Regions from separate parts of the Mus musculus genome. Here regions 1 and 3 are each linked to region 2. The links are chromatin contacts, called in public HiChIP or PLAC-seq maps. All regions are on one chromosome and are shown on one strand. Each heading gives the region's core, a stretch centred on a gene start, on an enhancer-like site or on the middle of the called end of the contact. The rest is flanking DNA. Distances are from core to core; before and after follow the strand shown. Region 1 holds the start of Myo5a (myosin VA). Region 2 holds the start of Myo5c (myosin VC). Region 3 overlaps Fam214a (family with sequence similarity 214, member A).

What was found. HiChIP or PLAC-seq counts read pairs in DNA pulled down with a chosen protein or histone mark.
Region 1: a contact with region 2 is called in a FOXA1 HiChIP or PLAC-seq map of pancreatic cancer cells. The contact joins the promoter of Myo5a here to the promoter of Myo5c in region 2. A contact is called at or near these places in 15 of 39 promoter capture datasets (the 3T3-L1 cell line, 3T3-L1-derived adipocytes, the C10 cell line and 10 more), 1 of 15 datasets of contacts at CTCF or cohesin (large pre-B cells), 10 of 484 Hi-C or Micro-C datasets (the AML12 cell line, B cells, bone marrow-derived macrophages and 6 more), 10 of 115 datasets of contacts at active chromatin or transcription factors (the NIH/3T3 cell line, embryonic fibroblasts, embryonic stem cells and 1 more) and 3 of 9 other capture datasets (adipose tissue, liver and macrophages).
Region 3: a contact with region 2 is called in an H3K27ac HiChIP or PLAC-seq map of embryonic stem cells, with 9 read pairs. The contact joins the enhancer-like site here to the promoter of Myo5c in region 2. A contact is called at or near these places in 7 of 39 promoter capture datasets (the C10 cell line, the HPC-7 cell line, embryonic stem cells and 4 more), 2 of 484 Hi-C or Micro-C datasets (bone marrow-derived macrophages and embryonic stem cells), 11 of 115 datasets of contacts at active chromatin or transcription factors (the SCID.adh cell line, bone marrow-derived macrophages, embryonic stem cells and 3 more) and 5 of 9 other capture datasets (adipose tissue, embryonic stem cells, liver and 2 more).

The regions. Positions count from the first base shown.
Region 1 is chr9:75,069,646-75,072,860 of GRCm38.p6, reverse strand. Myo5a (myosin VA) reads right to left here and starts at 1,655. Exons shown (of 41, transcript NM_010864.2): 1 at 1,202-1,655. The coding sequence starts at 1,228.
Region 2 is chr9:75,230,649-75,233,714 of GRCm38.p6, reverse strand. It overlaps Myo5c (myosin VC), which reads right to left and starts at 1,701. Exons shown (of 41, transcript NM_001081322.1): 1 at 1,540-1,701. The coding sequence starts at 1,566.
Region 3 is chr9:75,018,023-75,021,266 of GRCm38.p6, reverse strand. It overlaps Fam214a (family with sequence similarity 214, member A), which reads right to left. Exons shown (of 13, transcript NM_001113283.1): 10 at 2,112-2,270. Among named protein-coding and RNA genes, the nearest start is that of Arpp19, 18 kb to the left of the region's middle. Within about 2 kb of position 1,881, at least 20 of the 459 cell types and tissues checked have an H3K27ac peak or open chromatin away from gene starts, as enhancers often do. A contact at or near this core is called in adipose tissue, embryonic stem cells and stem cell-derived epiblast-like cells, where this site is marked.

The DNA.
Region 1 (3,215 bases), core at 406-2,905, 160 kb after region 2:
GGTTCATGCAAGCTCTTCATTTCATGGCTGGAAGAAAGTAATCATATACCTCATATTTGTTTAAAAAAAAAAAGAGTCACAGAAAGCTTTCACAACTAGTATTAAATGTGATCCTCACAACAGCTTGTAAGGAAGGACAAAAGGACAAATAAAATTCACTCTATTTACAAGTAAGAAACCTGAACCAGAGAGGTTATGTAGTTTGCCAAATGTCACACAGTTGGGTGGAAAGGTACAGATTTCTTTCCTCAAGGCTGCAATTTGGGCTCTGGGCTTATTGATGTCACGTGTGCAAGAGATGATTCCAAACTGCTAAAAGAAGAGTCCAGAAAGCTGGGGCTATCTATATATAGCTCAGTTGTAAAGGGTTTACCTAGTATGCATGAGGCCCTTACATTCAATCTCCGTGCCTGAGAGGGAGACAAAGGCAGAGACAGAGAGAGACGGGAAGAAAGAGATTCTGGTAAAAATGTAAAAACATGAACTTGAAAAGTTAAGGCAATTCTGTTGAGTGGAATTAGAGGTAATTTTAATAATCATTAGCTGGCAAAACATCCATTGAAACCGTAACATAAGATACCATGAATGCATACACCACACACTGCCCAACACAGATTTTCTAAACAGTCTCTCCAAAATACGCCATTCAGAGATTACCAGACCCTGAGAATATGGGCGTCGGTTTAAGATTGAAAAGGCTGCCACTTCCCCTAAATGAAGACCAAAAGGGAAAGGCTCGCCGGAAAGGAGGGTGAGGACACAGAGCTAACGAGGCTCTCGGGGATAACGCGCAGGTTGCAAACTCCCAGGCACCAAGAAGCCTAAGAATAAGCTCGCCATCTCCGGGCTGCATCTTCCCACAGGCTCCGCACCCCAGGGCAAATGGCAAGAACCCGGCAGCTAAAGGTGAAAGCGGACTGGCCATAACTGCAGAATCCGAAATAATCTCCCCGAGAGGCTGCTGCCTGGCGCATACCGGCACAGGACGTTATTTTAAGCACGAGTCCCGGGAGAGCGGCCCGAGCATCTGCCCAAGAGCATCCCATCCGAAATGGGCTCGGGAGGCAGAGCAGGGAGGTACAGCCGGGCAAGGAGGTACAGCCGGGCAGTGGGGTGCAGTCCGGTGGAACCTGCCGGTCCTACAGCCACGGTCCCGGCCGCGCGACCCCTCCCCAGGACAAGGCTCTGCGGCGCGCGTTACCTTGGTGTAGAGCTCGGACGCGGCCATGGCGGGCCCAGCGCCGACGCCCCCCGCCTAGGCGGAGGCCGCAGCTCGCGTGGCGGCCGCCCGCGCGGGTGAAACGGTGGCGGGCGGGGAGCAGGGGAAGGGCCGGGCCGGGCAGGGCGGGCCAAGCTGGCGGGCGGGCCCGGGCGGGCCGGGGCGGGGCGCGTCAGGCGCTAGCGGCGGGCGGGAGCCTGACAGTCATCACCTCCAGGGCTCGGCGGCCGCGTGAGCCCGAGGCGCGTGCTCGGGGGACTCGGGTACCAGCCTCCGCGGCCGTCGCCGCCTCAGTCTCCCCAAGCCGCCTGGTCCACACACACAGCCCTTGCGGTCTCTTCAGTCGCCTCGCGTCCTCAGCGCCCCCTCGCTCCCTCAGTTTCCTCAGCCGCTTCGCCTCCTTAGAGGCCTGGTCTCTGTAGCCTCCTCTGTCTCCTCCGCGGCGCGCGATGCCGCCGCCGCCGCCGCCGCCGCCCTGTGCATTGTGGGAGCGGGAGGAGGCTGCGCTCGAGCGCTGCCACCGCGATCCCTCCCGGCTCTTTCGGGCTCACGCTGCCTCCCATCGGCGGCGGGCACCGAGCATCCTCGGCCCATGCGGCTGGCATCCCAAACCTGCTTTGGCGGAGTGGCCCCCCACAGTGTGCGCGAAGGTGGGGCAGTGAGGGAGCGCGTCCCGCTCGAGGTAGCGACGGTTAGAGTGCCCGCGTAGACCCGGCAGCCTCAAGGCTGCTCCTCCTGGCCCTGCTGTTTGTAGGGAGAGGACTTGAGGTAGGGGAGGGTTCGGGAAAGGCCTTTCTGAGAACCTGCAACTCCAGAAGAGACTTGCTCACGGCAGGGCGGGAAGCTGCACCACCCGGAATTTGAAGGATGCTCAAGGTCACTCTGCATTTGGGTTTGCACCCTTGGTGATGCAAGGACATAGGGTGGCCTCTAACACACAGAAACTCCAATGAACCTGAAAACAAGATGGCACTGGGAAATGGCCCATCTTAGACTTGGGCGTTTACATAGGTTCGCCACCATTCAGAATGAGACCTTTGTTCTGCTGATCGTGACAGCACTACCTGATGCTGATCCTGGAGTCACCTGAAAACGGCAACCTACTGAGAGAAACTCAAGTGTTTGCAGTCTTGACGCAGTCTATTCCGTGCCCTTACACGGACACAGGAATGTGGTCTTTTTCATCCCAACATGTTCTCTCCAGCCACACTTTCGTGCTCACTTGGAATACTCTTTAAAATTTTTAGCCTTTTAAAATGTGTCCATCTTCCTTCTTTAAACCTTAAGTTGTGGCCAGTGCCTATCATGGGAATCCAGTTTTATTGTTTGGCTTGTTGGGTTTTGAGACAGGTCTCACTAAGCAGCCCGGGTTTTCTTCAAACTCGCCATCCTCCTGCCTCTGCCTTGTGAATGGTGAAATTTTAGAGACATGGTTCTGAGACCAGTACAATGGCAGTCAAAGCACAAGCCTGACTCCCTAGTTATGTCTGAACATGAGGTGGGTATTTGAAGGAAGACTGTTCACCACTTTGATGTTTCTGGATTCCATCCTTTCTTTGTCTGCCTGTGAAAGGAGACAAAATGTACTTTGAGCCAGCAGAGCATCCAAAGCAATGAGTTGAGCTCCTGTCTCTTACACTTCCTTCATGCCTGTAGAAGGTGCCTGTTTCCTTACCCTCTAGATATTAGCTACCGGTCAGGACAGTTGAGGAATACTGAGTATGATGGGTTGGTGAGTCGGAGGGGGGGGGGGTAGGAAGAACCAAAACACTCAAAACTCTGAGAGTTCTTATAAAAGTGACTTTTATTTACATGAACAAAAATAAAATTGGAATCATTCTTTCAAAATTTTCAAAGACATACTTTCAACCACCCTGATGTAAGAGAAAGAGAAGATGAGGGGTAGGAGAAAGGGTTTTTTTTCTTTTGGTGGTGGTGGTGGTAAAGTCTCTTTATGTAGCTGACCTAGAACAATTTTACCTCTCTCCCTTGAGTC
Region 2 (3,066 bases), core at 452-2,951:
TAAGTATACCTGTGTTTTTGCTTTAAGAAAAATTGTTACTCAAAACAGGTTGGTGATCAGCCACCTGTCCCCAAAGATACCCAACAAGGCAGGGTTCATTAAAGATCCCCCCCCCCCTTCCCGATAATCACATGAAGACTTAGAAACATTTAGGTCACCTGGTGGTTCACACTGTCTCTAGTAACATCTTCTAGATGAGGGGCTGAGCTCGTGGTAGAATGCTTGCCCAGAAAGCACAAGGCCCTTGGTTCGGTCCCCAGCTTGAGACTGGGATAAAGTGCAGAATTGGTCAGCATCAGAGGGATTTCCTCTTTGTTTGATGTGTGCTTGCAATTTATTCATTAAACAAAGTAGAAGAAAATCTTCCTCCAACCCCGACGGAAAGATAAGCGTGACAAGGATCTTTTACTATACAGAGATGGTGAAAGTGCCTTTTAAATATAAGGCAGAAAGATAGGAGGGGTGGGGTATGTCTGTAATACCATCGCTATCGTGGCTGAGGCAAGATCTCCGTGAGTCTGAAGTCAGCCTGAGCTATGGACGGAGGGCCATTCCAACCAGGGACACAAAGCAAGAACCTCTCTTAAAAACTTGGTGGAGCATGGACCTTTAGTCTCAGCACTCTGGAGGCAGAGGCAGACAAAACTGTGAGTTTGAAGTCAGCCTGATTTCCAGCCAGTAGTGATGTCCAGGCTACCTGGGGTGACACAGTGAGACAGTCTCAACAAACAAAATCCAAAACTAAACAATACCTCCCCCACCCCTTCCCCGGCCAATTAAGTTAAGATGCGCGCGCCTCTCTCTCTCTCTCTCTCTCTCTCTCTCTCTCTCTCTCTCTCTCTCTCTCTCTCTCTCTCTCTCTCTCTGTGTGTGTGTGTGTGTGTAAATGTTCTAACAGAATCCATTCTAGTCCCATCTGTCAGAATTTGAAGGGTCTAAATTCCCCTACAAGAGTGTAGCAGGATCTGTTTTATGGCTCTTTTAAAAAGCGTCATTTTCTCACATTTTTTTCCTGGGTGAGGATGAAGCTCTTCGCTTCTGGAAGTTTTCCAGAATGCATGTGCTCCCGGTCAGGCCTGTCTGAGGTGCTCTCTGAGTTAATGCACCCTTACACTGGTTAAAAAGAGCCCAACAGCACCCGGGGCCTGGGACTCTGGGCTGCTGGTTCCTGTGCTCAGACCGGGCAACTCCAGGTGGATCCCCCGAGTGTCTTCCTTCGCCTGCACAGGGAAGCGCACCAGCATTCTAGAAAACACCGCCAATCTTGCCGGAGTCCTCCAGACTCCGAGGGCCTGGAAGGTTACAACGCTGGTTAACAAAGTTTGTGGTGCCAGATCGAAGCTCCTGCCCACTGCGGGACTCAGATTCCATCAGTGGCGGGACGAAGGGTCTGGGTGATCTAGCTACCCGGCGTGGGGACAGCAGCCCTCCGTTGGGTTTGCCCACCCGCAGGGGGCCCGGGCGGAGCTGGCAGCTGCTCCCGGCCTCCGCTCATCTACCCGTCTGGGCAGGTGCACAGGTGCGTCCCCGCGCCCCTACCTGCGCGTAGAGCTCGGCCACCGCCATGGACCTCCTCTCTGCTGCTGTTGCTGCAGGGGACTGTGCGCGCCCAGGCACTCAGCGCCTGGCCATCTTGTGCAGAAGTTTTCCCGAGTGCCACGGCTCCCTTCCCCCGAGGGCTCTGGCGCCCGGACTGGGGTTGGTGGCGGGGTGAGGGTTAGCAGCGGGATTGGTGCTTGCCGGCAGCCCGCGTTGCCATTGGCCCGGTCCAGGTAACAGGTCAAAGAAACCTCCAGGGGTCCCGCCCAAGTTCCCGCTCCCTTACAGCAGCCAGCAGCAGCAAAGAAAAACCAAAGAATCAGTGAGCTAACAGAACTTCTAAATTGAGGAAGGGGTCGGATAAAAGAAAAAAGTCGTTGTCCTGCGAACATTTTATATGCCATGGAAAGTAAGATACGGATCAAAGAAAATGCACCCAGAGATTACGCTACTAAAAACCTTGTTTGACCTTTATGGCGAGCTTGCTTCTACCTCTCTTACAGGACACACCAGAGGGCTGAATAAGTACGGGCCTTTTGGACGGATGTGAATATTTAACATTCAAAAGGTGTTGATGTCACCAAAATTAATACATAGGTCCATGACACTGGGTTAAAAATCCTGGCAGCATGTTTGCGAACTGACATTATTTTTATATTTTATTTGGGTTAGAAGTACTTGAACAGCTAAGACTATTTTTCACCACAAAGAGAAAAGAGATCCTATCCTGCTGGCCTTCCTTGGGAGCTGCCCATTTTCGTTTTTCTTTTCTTTTTTTAAAAGATTTATTTATTTTACTTATATGAGTACACTATAGCTGTCTCTAGATATTCCAGAAGAGGGTATCAGATCCCATTACAGATGGTTGTGAGCCAGCATGGAGTTGCTGGGAATCGAACTCCGGACCCTTGGAAGAGAGGTCAATGCTCTTAACCACTCACTAAGCCTTCTCTCTAGCCCTGGTCCTTGTTATTTTAAAGCCAGAATCTCTCACTGGGATCTGGGGTTCACTGAGTTAGGCTGACCCAGGAGCCCCAGAACTCCTAGTGTCTCTGTCTCCTCTGGCTTTACAGCGCCCACAACACCGGCTTTTAAAATGTAGATTGGGGGGGGGGGGAGGGGTTTGAAGGCCCGCCCTCAGGCTTGCACTGCAAGTACTTCATAGACTAAGCTACTGCCCCAGCTCTGCCCTGCCACATATTCATGGGAAAAACAAACTACAGTCATTAAAACAGTGGACTAGGCATATGAGAATGGGTGCGAGGGTAATGGAGTCTAATGGAGTCTGTCCATAGAGCCCCACGCTGTGAAACAGAAAAATGGCAAAAGTGACATTGGTGACGTGACAAATGCTGAATAAAAAACAAAATGAGGATTCATGTCAGAAATGATAAATAACCAGGCCAGGTGGGCAGTGAGGGAGGTTCTAGCCCCAGGGGACTGAGGCAGGAGAACCAAGCTTGATGACAGCCCGGCTGGGTTTTGTTCTTATCTGATATGGTGCATCACAATAAGATTTTTTTGAAT
Region 3 (3,244 bases), core at 632-3,131, 210 kb after region 2:
CTTTGAGCCTTCTCTTCAGCTTCCAAACAACAATTTCTAAATAATCTAAGACCAGTAGTGGCACTGGAAAGCTGGGATTTGATTAATATTACTCAATTCACTTCATGGGCCAGCATATCCATATCTGTACCTAAGAAAACTACGTTTAATGTAATGAAACATCTCCTCTGGCATATTTGTAATAGTAAGGTAAAGATGAACTAAATTTGGCAGAATCCTAACACCAAAAAATCCCCAAATTATTAGATGATAAAGAATGTGAATGTCTGGGTACAGTGACACTCCAGTAATCCCAGCACTTGATATGTACAGGCAGAAAGATTGTGAGTTCAGTCAGACTGGCTGACATGGACCCCATGTCAAAAAATAAAACTAACAACAACGAAAACTAGTATGGAATAGTAGATGGAAAACTAAAACCAGCAGGCCTCGATTTGACTAATTACAAACAGCAGGAAACCACTCCTAGCCAGTCATGAGCCCATAACAGGCCTAGCCTGACCTCACCACCATGACAGCTGTTTTCTCTGAGACACAGTTCCTGTGTAGCTGAGTGCTGTGGTGTGGTTCTTGGAGAACATTCTTACTGCTGACTCCAAAACGAAGAATTAATTTTTCAAGAATTGTTCGATACAAAATCCCAGCACAAAGAATTTTCTGTTCTAAAATGTATTAGGTACCACAAAGGTGCATTACTTCTGATGGTCTATGATGTGCTTGATCTAACAAAACAATCGGTCCCAGCTAACAAAATATGGTCAGTCCTTTGAAATCAGACTAAACCAACAAAATAGAACAAATTTTAGGAAAGATTTGCGGTGTGAGGTTTGGAGTGAGCCACTAGCAAAGAGAACCCATTCCTACTAAATAAACAGACGTAGGGGAAAATATGATAGAGGGAAGATCATTGTAATGGAAAAGGCAGGCAGGCATTGATAGTTGTTTTTGGTTTTTGAGATAAGAATATCCTCTGTAGACAAGGCGCTTCCAGAACTTACTACATAGCCCAGGCTAGCCTCAACGCCACTAAGGCAGGCCTCCTTAGAAGGAGAACCTAACAATTCAGTAGGCTGAGTTATCCCTTTCCAGTATCCTTTCAGAGTTCCCAGGAGAACCTAACAATTTAGTAGGCTGAGTTAACCCTTTCCTTTCAAAGTTCCCATTAGACTATGCTTGTCTACCAAAAGTATGAAACACTACTCAGGCCCTGAACCAAAACTTCACCTTAAAACTGGAGTTAACCTAAACTAGTCCCTTTGACAAACCAGGACACCATTGAGGTGGCCATATTTAACTCCCTAGAAAGTACAGCTCCTCATCCTGTCAGGTATGCAGAAATCCCTTTTCACAGCTTTTATTCTTAACAAAAGACATTGTCACTAATGTTCTTAGAATGCCTGAAGGCAGGAGAAAGGAAGCCATTGGGCAGGTGCTAAGTCAGGGATGCAGGTCTAGGCCTGTGTGCATCTGCTTCTCACAGTGAGGCTGACTGTGACTCTGCACTTTACAGCGTCACTACAGACCGCTCCTTTGCATTTTGAAGGTGTGTTTATACATACTCCAGTGTTCAGAGGCACTTCCGCAGGCTAAGGCTTGTATCACCCAGACTCCCCTGCAGTAGAAAATGGGAACCTCAAACTTACAAGACCTCAAGCTCAAGACTGTCTTCTCACTCTCAGAAGCTCTCCTGCTCTCCACTGAGAGAGACACTGGGGTGGAGGGGCCTCAGGCCGCCCCAAGTCCCCAGATCTTACCAAGTCTGACTGACATAAGAACCACGTGAGGAGGCAGCCATTTGGTATTAAGAGTATACAGTAAGCCCTGGGGAATTTGTGTGAACTTAGCAAGATAGACTGATTATGTCAGTCACTAGTCAGTTACGTAAAAATGGGTAAAATTTCAGCAACCTTTTCAAGTGCAAAGCAGGTCACCGGTATGTAGTCTGAGCCAGCTGAGGAAAAGGTCTTGGAGCAGTATTTTGGCTTACTGGTCTGTATTCAGTTTTTAAAACTTTCTCTTAGGAACAGCCTCATACATTCAAGGGCAAAACGGAAACCGAGATGTGAAATACTAAGCTGGCTGATTCTTGCAGAAAAGACAAAAGTACTTGCCATGTAAGGCGAGGGAGCATTATCATCGGAAACACTGTAGAACGACACTTCCACTGGCAGAGTCAAGTGCGTTGGGCAGAAAGTCCCACTGGCTCCCACCTCGGCCGTAAAGCCATCGACTATGCCGAGGGGGTCTAAACGGTAGTTCAGAACCGATTCCTGGAAGACAAGATGACAACATGCGCTTTGAAAAGGTAGAAAATGTAGCACATTAATTTCACTTCCTACTTAGGGAACTACTTGACTATGTTTTCCAGGTCCTGTGGTAGCACGTGTCTGTAAACCACTGTCTAACAGGGCTGAGGCAGGAGTGTACTGAGTAGCCAGCCACTTGGAAGTCTGAGTGACACAGAAACCATGGCTCAACTTGAGAAATGCTGGTTATTACAGGAGACGTGTTTCTTATCTGACCTGAACTCACCTCTGCCTCCAACCAGCTTCTACTAGATCCTACCCAATGCCTCCTCTCACCCACTCAGATACCACTGGACTCTCTTGGAACATTGCCTTTTTTTTTTTTAAGAAAACTGTCTTTTATTAATAAAACACAACACTGCTCTAGTTTACATTTTAAAATGTAACATAAAAATTATTCAATGTTGCATTTGGCATGACATTGAAAACACAAGTGTCTAAACCTCCCCCTTCCTACTTCTAAGATGGATTCGGTTTTCTTTCTTTCTTTCTTTCTTTCTTTCTTTCTTTCTTTCTTTCTTTCTTTCTTCCTTCCTTCCTTCCTTCCTTCCTTCCTTCCTTCCTTCCTTTCTTCCTTTCTTCCTTTCTTCCTTTCTTTCTTCTTTTAATATTTTTTATTAGGTATTTTCCTCATTTACATTTCCAATGCTATCCCAAAAGTCCCCCATACCCTCCCCCACCCACTCCCCTACCCACCCACTCCCACTTTTTGGCCCTGGCGTTCCCCTGTACTGGGGACATTGCCTTTTGTTAGATCTAATCGCTTGCTATGCTATTTATCTTTGTGAGTGGAAAAGACGCTTTCTGCTGGGCACAGGGACTCGAACCTGCAATCTCATCAGCACTTGGGTATCAGAGGCAAAAGGCCTGCTGTGATTTCAAGGCTAGCCTGGACTATGGTCATTTCCAAGCTGGCCTAGGTTATATAATAGGCCATA